Regions from separate parts of the Sus scrofa genome. Here region 2 is linked to region 1. A link is a contact called in public HiChIP or PLAC-seq data. All regions are on one chromosome and are shown on one strand. Each heading gives the region's core, a stretch centred on a gene start, on an enhancer-like site or on the middle of the called end of the contact. The rest is flanking DNA. Distances are from core to core; before and after follow the strand shown. Region 1 holds the start of BSCL2 (BSCL2, seipin lipid droplet biogenesis associated). Region 2 has its middle 9.1 kb from the start of SCGB1A1.

Evidence for each region. HiChIP or PLAC-seq counts read pairs in DNA pulled down with a chosen protein or histone mark.
Region 2: an H3K27ac HiChIP or PLAC-seq map of alveolar macrophages shows a contact between it and region 1. The contact joins the enhancer-like site here to the promoter of BSCL2 in region 1. A contact is called at or near these places in 1 of 5 promoter capture datasets (fetal liver), 12 of 47 Hi-C or Micro-C datasets (alveolar macrophages, blood, embryonic fibroblasts and 8 more) and 2 of 2 datasets of contacts at active chromatin or transcription factors (alveolar macrophages and skeletal muscle).

The regions. Positions count from the first base shown.
Region 1 is chr2:9,050,116-9,056,534 of Sscrofa11.1, reverse strand. It overlaps BSCL2 (BSCL2, seipin lipid droplet biogenesis associated), which reads right to left and starts at 3,804. Exons shown (of 14, transcript NM_001348785.1): 1 at 3,725-3,804; 2 at 3,383-3,460; 3 at 1,323-1,541. The coding sequence starts at 1,412. It overlaps GNG3 (guanine nucleotide-binding protein G(I)/G(S)/G(O) subunit gamma-3), which reads left to right and starts at 1,465. Exons shown (of 3, transcript XM_013994205.2): 1 at 1,465-2,159; 2 at 2,553-2,652; 3 at 2,913-3,436. The coding sequence starts at 2,554. The coding sequence ends at 3,041.
Region 2 is chr2:9,290,151-9,295,966 of Sscrofa11.1, reverse strand. No RefSeq gene overlaps it. Among named protein-coding and RNA genes, the nearest start is that of SCGB1A1, 9.1 kb to the left of the region's middle. Within about 2 kb of position 2,771, at least 37 of the 83 cell types and tissues checked have an H3K27ac peak or open chromatin away from gene starts, as enhancers often do. A contact at or near this core is called in alveolar macrophages, embryonic fibroblasts, fetal liver and 6 more, where this site is marked.

The DNA.
Region 1 (6,419 bases), core at 2,555-5,054:
CTTTCTCAGCCAACCATCCCTTCCTTTCCTCCACAGGTGCTTTCTCTCTCTGCCACCGGTGCTAGAGTTCCTCAATTGAACTCGTTCTCTGGTCACCTGATTCTGGGACGGGAACACCTTGATACTCATTCGCAGCAATACATGACATACAGAGGAGGCGCACCTTAAAGTTCTCTTTAAAAAAAGGCGGTTTTAAACACATGATGACACTGATTCCCCACTCCGAGGTGGTTGCAAGAAGAATGTGGGACTTGCCTAAGGTCGCACAGCGGGACTCAGAGCGAGCAGCCTCAGCGCAGCCACAGTGGCCTCCCGAGTTTCTCTTCTCCGCCTGCAACTACGCTCGCTCTCAGACCGCGCCACGCCCCACACCGGGCAGGACATCCAGCAGCCAACGGCCGCTCCCTGCCAGGCCCCTCCGGTTTGGCAGTGGGCGCGGGGCCCGGTGCCCCCATCCAACCACACCACCACAGAAAGCAGCCCGCCGGCCGCCGCAGCTCCGCAGACTCACCAGCAGCGCGCTGCCAGGGAAACCGCGAGAAGGCACTTCCGCCTCTCGGGGAAGCCCCGCCCCCTTCCGCCGGCTGCCTTTGTAGCACTGGGGGGCGGGGCCTCGTCAAGGGGCGGGGCCCAGAGCAAGGGGTGGGGCCTTCCGGGCCGCCTGGTTCCCACCTCCTCGAGCTCGGCACTGTCACTCCCAGTGGTCCGTTACCCACCCGTTACCAGCACCAAAGGGGACAGGCGCCTCCTTCCAAGCCCCAAAATTTGCCCCAGACAAGCTATGAGTCAGCAGCATCCCTCTCGGCCCGCCTCTCGAGGCCGCAATCACGGCCCTCCGCCCAAACGTTCACTACCCACTATTTAAACCCCGAAAAGGGGGAGAGGTGGGCATCCACCTCCTTGGACCTGTAGGCATTCGAAGCAGAGAGCATGCGCCCCGAGAACGTTGTGATCTGTGGTGACCTGCGCATCTTGCGCGTTGCGCTGGCGGGCTGGCTGTCCCCTGTTTTACAAGAGTGGTAGCATTTCAGGTCCGTGTTTGGTCTCCAGTTTTTTTGATGCGTAATCGACCTCCTCTGACCCTAACCAGACTTTCCCACAGAGTTCCCGCAGCGCATTATCTAGACTAGTCTTGGCGAGTGGCACCCTCTATTCTATATATGTCCATTCACCCCAAAAAAGATCCTTCGAGGGTAGGGTCAGTGTTGTGTACATCTTTGCATTCCTCACAGCACTAAGCACAACGCAATCTCCCGACCAATACACACCCACCCCCAGGAAGCCCATCTATTTCCAGAAACACCCACTGAACTCTCCCCTACCTCTTCTTTGTCCGATTCTTTGATCTGGTCTCTGCACACCTCTTTTTCCTTAGCTTCTCCTTCTTTTTGGTCTGCCATTTCTTTAGACATCTTCCTGATGGACCTCGCTGCCCCTAGATTTTCCACGCCAGTCACTTGTAGCTAGGTCATTAAGTGGTGATCTAGAAGTTGATACCTGTAGCTCATCACATTTTCCTGGAAATTGGGAATGGAGGGTCCCTGGGAGAGAAACGAAGAGTCAGGTGCTAAATGCTGTGTCAGAGTAGAGGGAGGAGGGGTGGAGTGGGGGGGGTGACTGCCCAGCTGATGTCAGATTTTCAAATGAGCAGGGTCTCCCGGCAGCCAGTACTGACTCCAATGCAGGGGCTGTCACAGGTCCAGACCACCCCATTTGAGGGGGGGAGTCTGCCTGGGACTCAGTTACTTTCAGCTCCTTTGGGGAGGGCTCTAGCCCAGACTCAGGATGCCTGCAATGGGGGAAGGGCAGGTTGTGAGACAGTAACGATGGGGGTGTGCACAGGGGCTGCAGGCAGAGCAGCTAGGCTCCCCCACTGGCCAGACGATTGGTATGCGCCAGGATCTGAGCAGCTCCTTCTAGCATCCTTCATCCTTCAGGTATTTGGGCAGTGCTTGAGCTGGAGAAACGGGGACCAGTCAGTCCTCCACCAGCCTCTGACCCTCCCCTCCCCCGTGGCCTTCTCTGTATTAGTTGCTTTGGCTGCTGCGTCAGATACTCTCAGCTGCAACTCCCTGCAAGGTGGGGCACCCATCTCAGGCAGAAGGTTTTGGTGCACCCCAGATCCCACTCCCCAGGACTGACACTGCCTGTGGCCTCAGGTGAGTAGGGAACATCCTGCTTTTCTCCCTTTGGGGCTCACGGGGGCGGGTGGGGGTTATGTGCTCTCCTCATCAGGGCGGGGCTCCTGTTTCTAGCTGGGGTTTTCCAAGCTGGCAACACACAGAGCTTGAGAGCTGTAAGCCTTGAATCATTAGTACGTTTAATGATCTGAGGCCCAGGCCATGTAGGAGTTTGGGGAGCTTCTCGTCCCACCTCTCCATTTCCTCAGCTTTGGAAGACAGGGGTGGGAAAGACCACTGGAGGTTGGGGATAAGAGGGAAGTAAAATACGGGAGCATATGACCCAGCCTCGTAAAGGCTGATGAGCGGGGGGCCTTCAGCTGAGACTGTGCAGGGCCCCCTATCATGCTCTGAGCTGTCTCTCTTTTCCAGGATGAAAGGGGAGACCCCTGTGAACAGCACTATGAGCATTGGGCAAGCCCGCAAGATGGTGGAACAGCTTAAGATTGAAGCTAGTTTGTGCAGGATAAAGGTGGGTGGGGCCCTAGATCCCAGTTGGCAGGGCTGTACTGTAGACTGCCAAACCTCAGGATGAGAGATGCTTTCTTTTCTTGAGATCAGAGGAGGAGTCCTGGGATCGGTAAGGAGAGCTGACCCCAAGCCTCCGTGGGTGACGCGGGAAGAGAAAACTGTCCTAAGGAGCCCTAGCGATGGCAAAAGAAAACCTATTTGGAGAGGGAGACTGCAGTCCAGGGTTTCTGGCTAACAATTGTCCTCCTGGCTGTGCCCCAGGTGTCCAAGGCAGCAGCAGACTTGATGACTTACTGTGATGCCCACGCCTGTGAGGATCCCCTCATCACCCCTGTGCCCACTTCGGAGAACCCTTTCAGGGAGAAGAAATTCTTCTGTGCCCTCCTCTGAGCTGCCCTGTCCCCTCCTCACAACTCTTCACCTCTCCCACTCCCTGGCCTTTTCTTACTTAGGTCAGGAATTGTCCTGAGCCCCTGAGGGTCCCCGCATCTCATCTCTAGCCCTTGCCCAACCCTGTGAAGTTATCTGAAGCACAAGACCTTCTCTCACCTATTTGCTGACCCCATTTCTTCGCCCACTCTGGCCGACCCAAAGCTCCCCGTGACTCGGGGCACCTTTAGCTCCTCCCACAGAAGGGCTGTCAGACTCTGCCGGGGTCCCGCCTGCTTCCCTCTGTGACCTGCTCAGACAATGGAGAGAGGGATGGAGTGGGTGCCTGCTGTCAGTCTCACCTGGAGCTGCTGGAAGGTAAAGCCTTTTGAAGAATAAAGTCATCCAGAGTCTCAGAGGGCAGCTTCTGTGTTAGCGTTCTTGGGGGAGAAGATCATCAGTCAATAGTTTTGGTGGTTAGAAAGGCGTGTCATAACCAGGGTCAGTCAAAGCAGGTTAGACATTGTCTAGGATCAGAGATCCTGCGACGTTAAGGGGAGGGGGAAACGGATGGCGGGCACGGCACGTGTCTTAAGTGGAAGAATTAAGTTACAACAGACACTCAGGCGATGGAGAGCGCGCGCAAACACACACACACACACACACACACACAGGCAATGAAGAAAATGAAAATGAAAACAGACCAAACGGGGTAGATTTAGGGAGGGAGCCGGAGGGGAGTCGTAGACAGAAGGAACCCAGTGAAAGGGGAGGAGCTTGGTTTCAGTCCCAGCGAAGGGGCCGGTTTTATTTCTAACATGGCCGCGCCCAGAGCAAGTCTCCTTCCAAGATGGCCGCTGCCAGGGGAACCTGCGCCAATATGGCGGCCGCACGTCACAGCGTTTCACCGTACACGGCTTCTCTGGGCCCATACTTAAAATGGCGGTCCTAGGCGCTCAGCGTGCTCAATATGGTCCCTTCCGTGTTCATCTACCTCAAAATGGCTGCCCCTGCTGTCGCCAACTGGATTCCCACTCCTGCCCACTCTGGAGGCTGGAGGCCGACGTCCACTCGATTCAGGTGAAGGCGTGCGGCGGCTATAAGCCAAGGATTAAGGGACAAGGGGACCCCAGCAAGCACGCTGGCAGTAGGCATAGGTTTCCACAGTCTGCCTAACAGACGGTCCCGTTGGAGCGGAAACGTGTGAGGACAACGCCCGGCGCCGTGTATTTCAGCGCGCTGCTTCTCGGTCGCCTCCCTAGGGGTTGGTTAAGCCCCAAATTGTTCAGTCTGGGCTTCCTGGTGGAACTGGGGCGTGCTGTTCCCCACTTCCCATTATTCAGGCCCACCCGCCAGGAGCAATGTCCCCGCCCGCGTGTGCCCGCCACCCCTCGGAGCGGCCCAGCGAGCTGCCGGGTCGGAGGTTCAGCGTCTCACGAGTGTCTGCGGGACTCAAATTTTGGACGCAAACTTAGCGGAGGTTTTGTAAGAGCCAAAATGCCTTTCTAGAAGCCTCTTCCTTCCAAGGGAAAGACAGATATGGAAGTGGGACCGGGGCCAAGGCAGAGACCGTGCGAGTCTCAGAATGTCTGCTCCTCGCGGATGGTCAGATTCCTCCCCCACCCCTCAATTCAGGGGTGCATCCTTGGGGGAGGGAGGGGAAGCCTAGGTCAGTTCGTGCTTTGTCCCGGGACACACTTGGGAGAAGGGGGCTGCCTTGCGGTGAGAGGGGGTGACCTGTATGAGAGATAGCAGGTCACCCCAGCTTCCCCACGCGTTCACGCAGGAAGACAGCAGGGGGAGGGGAACAGACAGGAAACCTAAGGAACTGAACTTAGTTTCCTAAGATGTCTCCGCAGGCCCCAGGGGTGCCCAGTGAACTTGGGGCACCTTCAGGAATAGCACCTGTCCAGGTGTTGATGCATTCTTGAGCCCTCCTAGGTTATGGGGATATATATATTTTTTATTAATGAATTTATTACATTTATAGTTGTACAATGATCATCACAATCCAATTTTACAGGATTTCCATCCCACAACCCCAGCGCATCTCCCCCCCCCCCAAACTGTCTCCTTTGGAAACCATAAGTTTTTCAGTCTGTGAGTCAGTATCTGTTCTGTAAAGAAGGGTTCTGGGGATATTTAATTAATCCCCTCATCCCTGAGAGAAGGAAACAGGGAAAGTAACCTGGCTGCCCTCCTGAAGTAGGGACTTGGCCTCCTTTTGTTCAGGAGTCTGCTTAGTTCTTTCTTGGTGCTGATGAAACAAAAGCAAGTCTGGTTTTTGGTGGTTTTTTTTTTTTTTTTTGGTCTTTTTAGGGCCACACCCACCGCACATGGAGGTTCCCAGGCTAGGGGTCCAATCGGAGCTGTAGCCGTCACAGCAAGGCAGGATCCAAGCCTCATCTGCAACCTACGCCACAGTTCATGGCAACATCAGATCCTTAACCCACTGAACGAGGCCAGGGATTGAACCTTCATCCTCATGGATGCTAGTCAGGTTCATTAATGCTAAGCCACGACGGGAACTCCAAAGCAAGTCTGTTTTTGTTTAGTTTTTTCTTTTTATGGCCACACCTGTAGCACATGGATGGAAGTTCCTGGGCCAGGGGTTGAATTGGAACTGCAGCTGCAGGCCTGTGCCACAGCCATGCCGGATCTGAGCTGCATCTGTGATATGACCTATACCACAGCTTGCGGCAATTCTGGATCTTTAACCCACTGAGCAAGGTCAGGGATGAAACCTGCATTCTCACAGACACTGTCAGGTTCTTAACTTGCTAAGACACAACGGGAACTCCAAGTCTGCTTTAATCTCTGCATCCCGTCAGTGTCTGGCATATAGCAGACATTCAAATACCTGATGATTGAAGTTCCCGTTGTGGCACAGCAGAAATGAATCCGACTAGGAACCATGAGGTTGCGGGTTTGATCCCTGGCCTCGCTCAGTGGGTTAAAAATCTGGCGTTGCCATGAGCTGTGTGTGGTGTAAGTCATAGATGCAGCTTGGATACTGTGCTGCTGTGGCTGTGGTGTAGGCTGGCAGCTGTAGCTCCAATTTGACCCCTAGCCTGGGAACCTCCATATGCCGCAGGTGCAGCCCTAAAAAGCAAAATAAATTAATAAACAAATACCTGACAAATGGATTGTTCTATACACGCTTAAATAGCAGACAGCATAAACGGCACTAAAAGAAACTTTTGCTTTTCCTACAGTATCAGTGTTGGGCAAATGCCAGAGGAGTTAAGTGAAAATTTCCACATTAGTTCAGACATGGTAAAAAGCCACAAGTGCTCAATAAATGCAGTCTTTTGTGTGTGTGTGTGGCATATAGAGTTCCTGGGCCAGGGATCAGATCTGAGCCACAGTAGTGACCTAAGCTGTGGCAACGCTAGATCC
Region 2 (5,816 bases), core at 1,522-4,021, 240 kb before region 1:
GCCAGGGATCGAACCTGCAACTTCATGGTTCCTAGTCGGATTCGTTAACCACTGAGCCACGACGGGAACTCCTCAAACTGTTTTTTTAAAGCAAAACCTCTCTGCACATGCATTTTCTCGATCCTTGACTTGTCGTCATTGTTAGGACATCTTAGTTCCAGGCTGAAATTGCAGAGGCCTCCTGGGCAAACTGTCCGCTCAAGCCAGTCTTTAAGGACATTTCTGCGCAGAAGAGGCTGAGGGTGCGGTGAGGACCAGCCGGGTCAGCACCACCTGACTGCCATCCACGGGCCATGATGCCCCTGCCGCAGCCCTTGCCTTTCCTGAGTTCCCGTCCAAGCGAATCTCACACAAAAGGAGAATCAGCCACTCCCTTTTTTCTTGAAGCAAAGGAGACCGCAGGCATGAAATTACTCCTTAGGCATTTACCAGCATTTCTTTGCCGTGTTCACAGCGGTGCTGAGCAGTCTGAGGAAGCTAGGGGAGCAGATTTCATAATGTAACAAACACGCGTGAAGCACCTGCTCTGCACCAGAACCACACAAAGACCAAAGCACAGCAGAGTGCAGCCAAGAGGGGCCTCTGCTCTCAGGGAGCTGCCAAGCTCCATCAGGTCCCTCCAAATAAACAAGTAAACAAAGGAGTTCCCGCTGTGGCACAGTGGGCTAAGGAGCCCCCAAACACAGGGGCTCTGGTCGCTGTGGAGGCAAGGGTTCCATCCCCAGCCCGGCGCAGTGGGTTCAAGAGTCCACATGGCTGCAGTGGCTACAGTTTACATTCTATCCCTGGCCCAGGGAACCTCCATCTGCCTTGGTTGCGGCCATAAAAAAAAAAAAAAAAAAAAAAAAGATATGAAATTAAAAAACCAAATAAACAAAGAGACAGAGAGATAAAACTGTGCTAAAAGCGTAAAAGAACTACAGGGAGTGAGGAGAGCAAGAGCAGCATGCCCTGGTCAGCTCAAGAGTTCCCTGGCTTGGAGTTCCCGTCATGGCGCAGTGGTTAACGAATTCAACTAGGAACCATGAGGTTGCGGGTTCAGTCCCTGGCCTTGCTCAGTGGGTTAAGCGTCCGGCGTTGCCGTGAGCTGTGGTGTAGGTTGCAGACGCGGCTTGGATCCCGCGTTGCTGTGGCTCTGGCGTAGGCCAGGGGCTACAGCTCCAATTGGACCCCTAGCCTGGGAACCTCCATATGCCGCGGGAGCGGCCCAAAGAAATAGCAAAAAAAAAAAAAAAAGACAAGAGTTCCCTGGCTCAGGATCTGAGCAGTGACGGAAGGGATGCAAGAGGGATCAGAGGAGACAGGGGGAGGTGGACACAGCACCGCGGGCAGAAGATGAAGCAAGAAGGCAGGTCAGGCAGATGCACAGAGGAGACCGTGGGGAGGGTGCCTGGGCTTCTTCCCGCGCCCCTCCCTCCCGGAGGCCCCACAGAGCCCTGCCCTTGGACTTTGGGAGAAAATTCAGAAACTTCTAAAGAAGCTCACCTCTCGGTTTCTATCACCTGCCACCAAAAGAGCCCAGACCTCATCCCTTCGCATCTGACCATCCATCAACATCTCAAACGCCCCTTGTCCAAGAGAAGTCTGATTCCCCCTGCCTCGTCTTTTTCCAGTCTCTGCAAATTCTGTCTCTAGCCTCCCACTGCTCTGGCCCAAGGGGTGCACCCGGCCCTTTCCTCTCCAGCACTCTCACTTCCAGCCAAGCAAGGCCACCTCCCAAGCACCCCCAGGAACTGCCTCCAGGTCCACCAGGCTGCCCTGGGCCACACCACTCACGCCTCACCTGCACACCCAGAGGACCTCCTACCTGGCTCCCGTCTCACGCTCTAGCACCCCTGCAGTCCACTCTCCACACTAAGGCCAAAGTAATTTTGTAACTAATGAAAATCCCCCTGGAGTTCCCGTTGTGGCTCAGCGGGTTAAGGACCTGACATTGTCTCCATGAGGATGCAGGTTCGATCCCTGGTCTCGCTCAGGGGGTTAAGGACCCAGTGTTGCAGCAAGCTGTGGTGTATGTTACAGAGGCAGCCTGGATCCTGTGTTGCTCCGGCTGCAGCACAGGCCACAGCTGCAGCTCCAATTCAACCCCTGGCCCAGGAACTTTCACATGCGGCAGGTGCGGGTGTTAAAAAAAAAAAAACAAAAAAAATCCCCTTTCACCACCACTCCTGCTCCTGAACCAAGTAAAACCCTTCACAGCTTCCTGACACTCTTCTGGGAAACTCCATCTCTGGCTCTCATCTCCCGCCCTCCTCCTTCCCGTTGCTCACTCCCTCAGCTCAGTCCAGGACCCCCTCCCCTCTCCCCAATGGTCCAGTCTTCAATTCTTTTTTTAAAAAGCCAAGCCCCTTTCCTACCTCAGGGCCTTTGCACAGGCTACACAGCATCAGCTGCTCAAAAAGTATTGATGATTGGTGTCGAAATTCGCCCCAGAACAAAATGTGCAGACTAGAGCTCGTCCTAAAGATGCAATCCCATGTGGGTATAAATACCCCTCAACAACAAACAAACAAACAAACAAACAAACTGTCCCACAGCAATCCGTGCCTGATCGGACCACACCATCCCCAGCAACTGAAAGAAAGTGGAGGACGCGCACGGGGGAAGCGGGAATGGAAAGGGCCTCGGTGGCAGAGGGTACCGGAAAACGCGGCTGAAGAGAGAGAGAAAAACCTCTTCCGCCCGGGTTTTTCCAAGAAGCAACGTGGTCCGGCGGGGACGCGCCTTCCCCGCCCTCAGCGGCAGGTGCCGCTGCGGCCACGAGGGGGCAGTGTCGACCAAGGTTCCCGGGAGCCGACGCGCTGGCCCGGCTCGGGGCTTCCAAAGCCTGCGGCTCACTTTGCCGGACAGATGATGAAACACAGTTCCTTCCTAGGGATCTTTTATCATCTACGATTGCTTTAATTTGATTTTTGAGGGTTATTTTTTTCATCGAACTCTGAGGAAACACAGAGGCAGTCACACAAACAAAGCTGCTGCCAGCTGAACCCTGCCAGTGATGTGTCAGCACTTTGAGAATTAGTAAAAATTCCACTCCCAGACAGCTCCAGGGGCGAGTCCAGCAGAAGCTAGAACCTGAGAAGGGCCGGAAGGTAGAGAGGACCAAGGGGTGCTGGTGAGCTGACCTTTGACCTCCATCCGGCCCATCTTTAAAGTCTGAAAGCAGAAACCATAACCTAACCTTTATTGATTGCTTACTCGCTGGCAGGCATTTTTGCAATTTCTCCTTTAGTCCTCACACCACCCAGATTCCAGAGCCCAGACCCCACCCCCTGATCTGCAGAGAGTAGGATCTCAGAGGCAGGAATTTCCGGAGCCAATGGCTAAAGTGACACTGATGAGAAATGTCCCCCCACCCCCAAAACACACACACACACAGTAAAGCCATCACACCCCTTTATTGTCTGCCACATAGGAGGGCCTTTGATTGTAAAAATTCCCAGAGCAGGTTAGGGGGACTGACAATTCCAGAGGAGATTCTTGGCAGAGGGTGGGGCCCCGAGTGGGGGGCCCCCTGCCTCCCCCACCTTCCCCACCCCCTCACTGCATCCAGGTCTTCCTTAACTCACATACCTTTGCCTCCGCTGAGCCATCCATCTAGGTGAGTACTGTTGAAACAGATAAGGATCCAGGGCCATGAAAGGTTCAGAATTTTAATTACCTATTCACATCTGGGGAAATATTTACCTAGGGCAAACACAGCAGGTATCTGGGGATAAAAGGAAGTCCAATTATATGGCGGGGAGTCTCCACTTCCAAGGACCTGCACATGTCAGTGACCCAAAAAATGTGAGCTGTCAGCCCACAGGAGTGGACATTGAGTTTTAAAAGAGCAGAATGCCAGATGAACTGATCCCAGCCACAGAAAGAGCACGGGTCTGTGCGACGCAGGCCGCCGGAAAGCAGAAGGAAATTAGAGAAACAAAGCCATGGTCATTGGCTTTGTCTCTGTCTGCACGTGCTTAATTAACCATACATTATAGCACGAGTCTGCAAACGATGGCTGGCAGGCCACGCTCAGGCCACGGCTTATTTTTGAACCGACCTCCAGCTAAGAGTGATTTTTACATTTGGAGGAGGAGAGGGAGGAAGAGAAAATGTTCGTCCAGCTTTGGATCGTATGAATATATAATTATATAATCACCCCTTTTCACTATGAATATGCCAAACTCTAAGACGCAAGGAGGCAAAGCTTATGGAGATCAGCTTCCTGCTTTTGAGAAGGGTTACACACCAACCATGTAAAGAAAAAAGCTTAAAACATATCTCAATGTGGCTAAAAGATGGAAAACGAGAAATCTAGGAGCTCCCTGGTGGCCCAGCAGGTTAAGGATCTGATGCTGTCCCTGCTGTGGCACAGGTTCGATCCCTGGCCTGGGGAACTGCTGTACGCTGCAGGGTGGCCAAAAAAAAAACAAATAAAATGTTAAAAATAAAAGCAAGAAACGTATTTTTTTAGCCCTGTATTACTTTTAGCATTGTCGCTCTGAGAAGCCCAGGGGAAAGATCCCATTTCTTGATATATTGTCAGCTAAACCTTGACCCTGGGTGAAATCTGCCTTTGAAACGCACATTAGCCCCACCCCCTGCCACCAAAGGAGCATTTACTCTTTGAAGAAAGCTACAGAGGAGCGGTCATGATCAAACGTTGCCATCATGCCACAAAATCCAAGGGCTGGCACTTGCGGCGGTGCCAACGTGTCACCTAAACAGATGGCTCGGGGCGGGGGGCTGGTGAGCGCGGTCTGGTAACCTCCGCACGTGAGCCGGGGGAGGTTAGCCTGGCAGAAAAAAAAAATCTATAAATGATTCATGAGGCAGGAAGAGGAAGCAAAACCAGCCCTCATCAACTTTATCAAGCTGATGTGGATAAAATTATGCCTAATTTATGGCTGATGCAAGGGTGCTATTTGCAGGAGCCAGGGGATTTGTGGGGTGATAGCTGCACAGAATGACTTCAGATAGATGATAAAGAAAACCTTGATGGATGATGACGGGGCAGCCTGCAACGTGTAATTAGGGAACCTTCTTCCCAAGCGCTTACAGAGCACACCAGTGGGCACACGGAGACCATGCGAGGGTGAATCACGAGGCGTCAGACACCCAACATATTTCCATGAGCAAACTAAAATTATAAAATGATATAGGACATGCACAAATAAATAAATCTGAAAACTCTGGAGCCAGCAAAGCACGCACAGTGGCCAGCATCAGGATGGATAAACCAGGGGTTTAGAATTCAGTTTTGTCCCCCACCAAGTGAATGGATTCCTAGCCCATGACAAAAAGTCTAGTTAACTTCTGAAATATCTGAAGTTATGTGCCTGCAGCCTCCAAGCATCCTGGGTAACTTCAAGGCGTGTAGCTATGACCCCTGGTCTTTTTTTTTTTTTTTTTTTTTTTTTTTTTTAGGGCTGCACCTGCGGCATATGGAGGTTCCCAGGCTAGGGGTCGAATCGGAGCTGTAGCCACCGGCCTACGCCAGAGCCACAGCAACACAGGATCCGAGCCGGGTCTGCGACCTACACCACAGCTCACGGCAACGCCGGACCCTTAACCCACTGAGCAAGGCCAGGGATCGACCCTGCAACCTCATGGTTCCGCGTCAGATTTGTTTCCGCTGCAGCACGATGGGAACTCCCCAAGGCATGTGTCTAGGAAACGTCCTTTAGAATTCCCACCTATGGCCCTGGTGACAGAAGCGGATCGTCCCTCAGCCCCAGGACAGGATGGAGATATGGGTGGGAGTCTTCCTGGGAGAGGAGAGACGAGGACCAGGCCCCAGGGCACTGGGGCAGGAGGAAGACCTGAGCTCT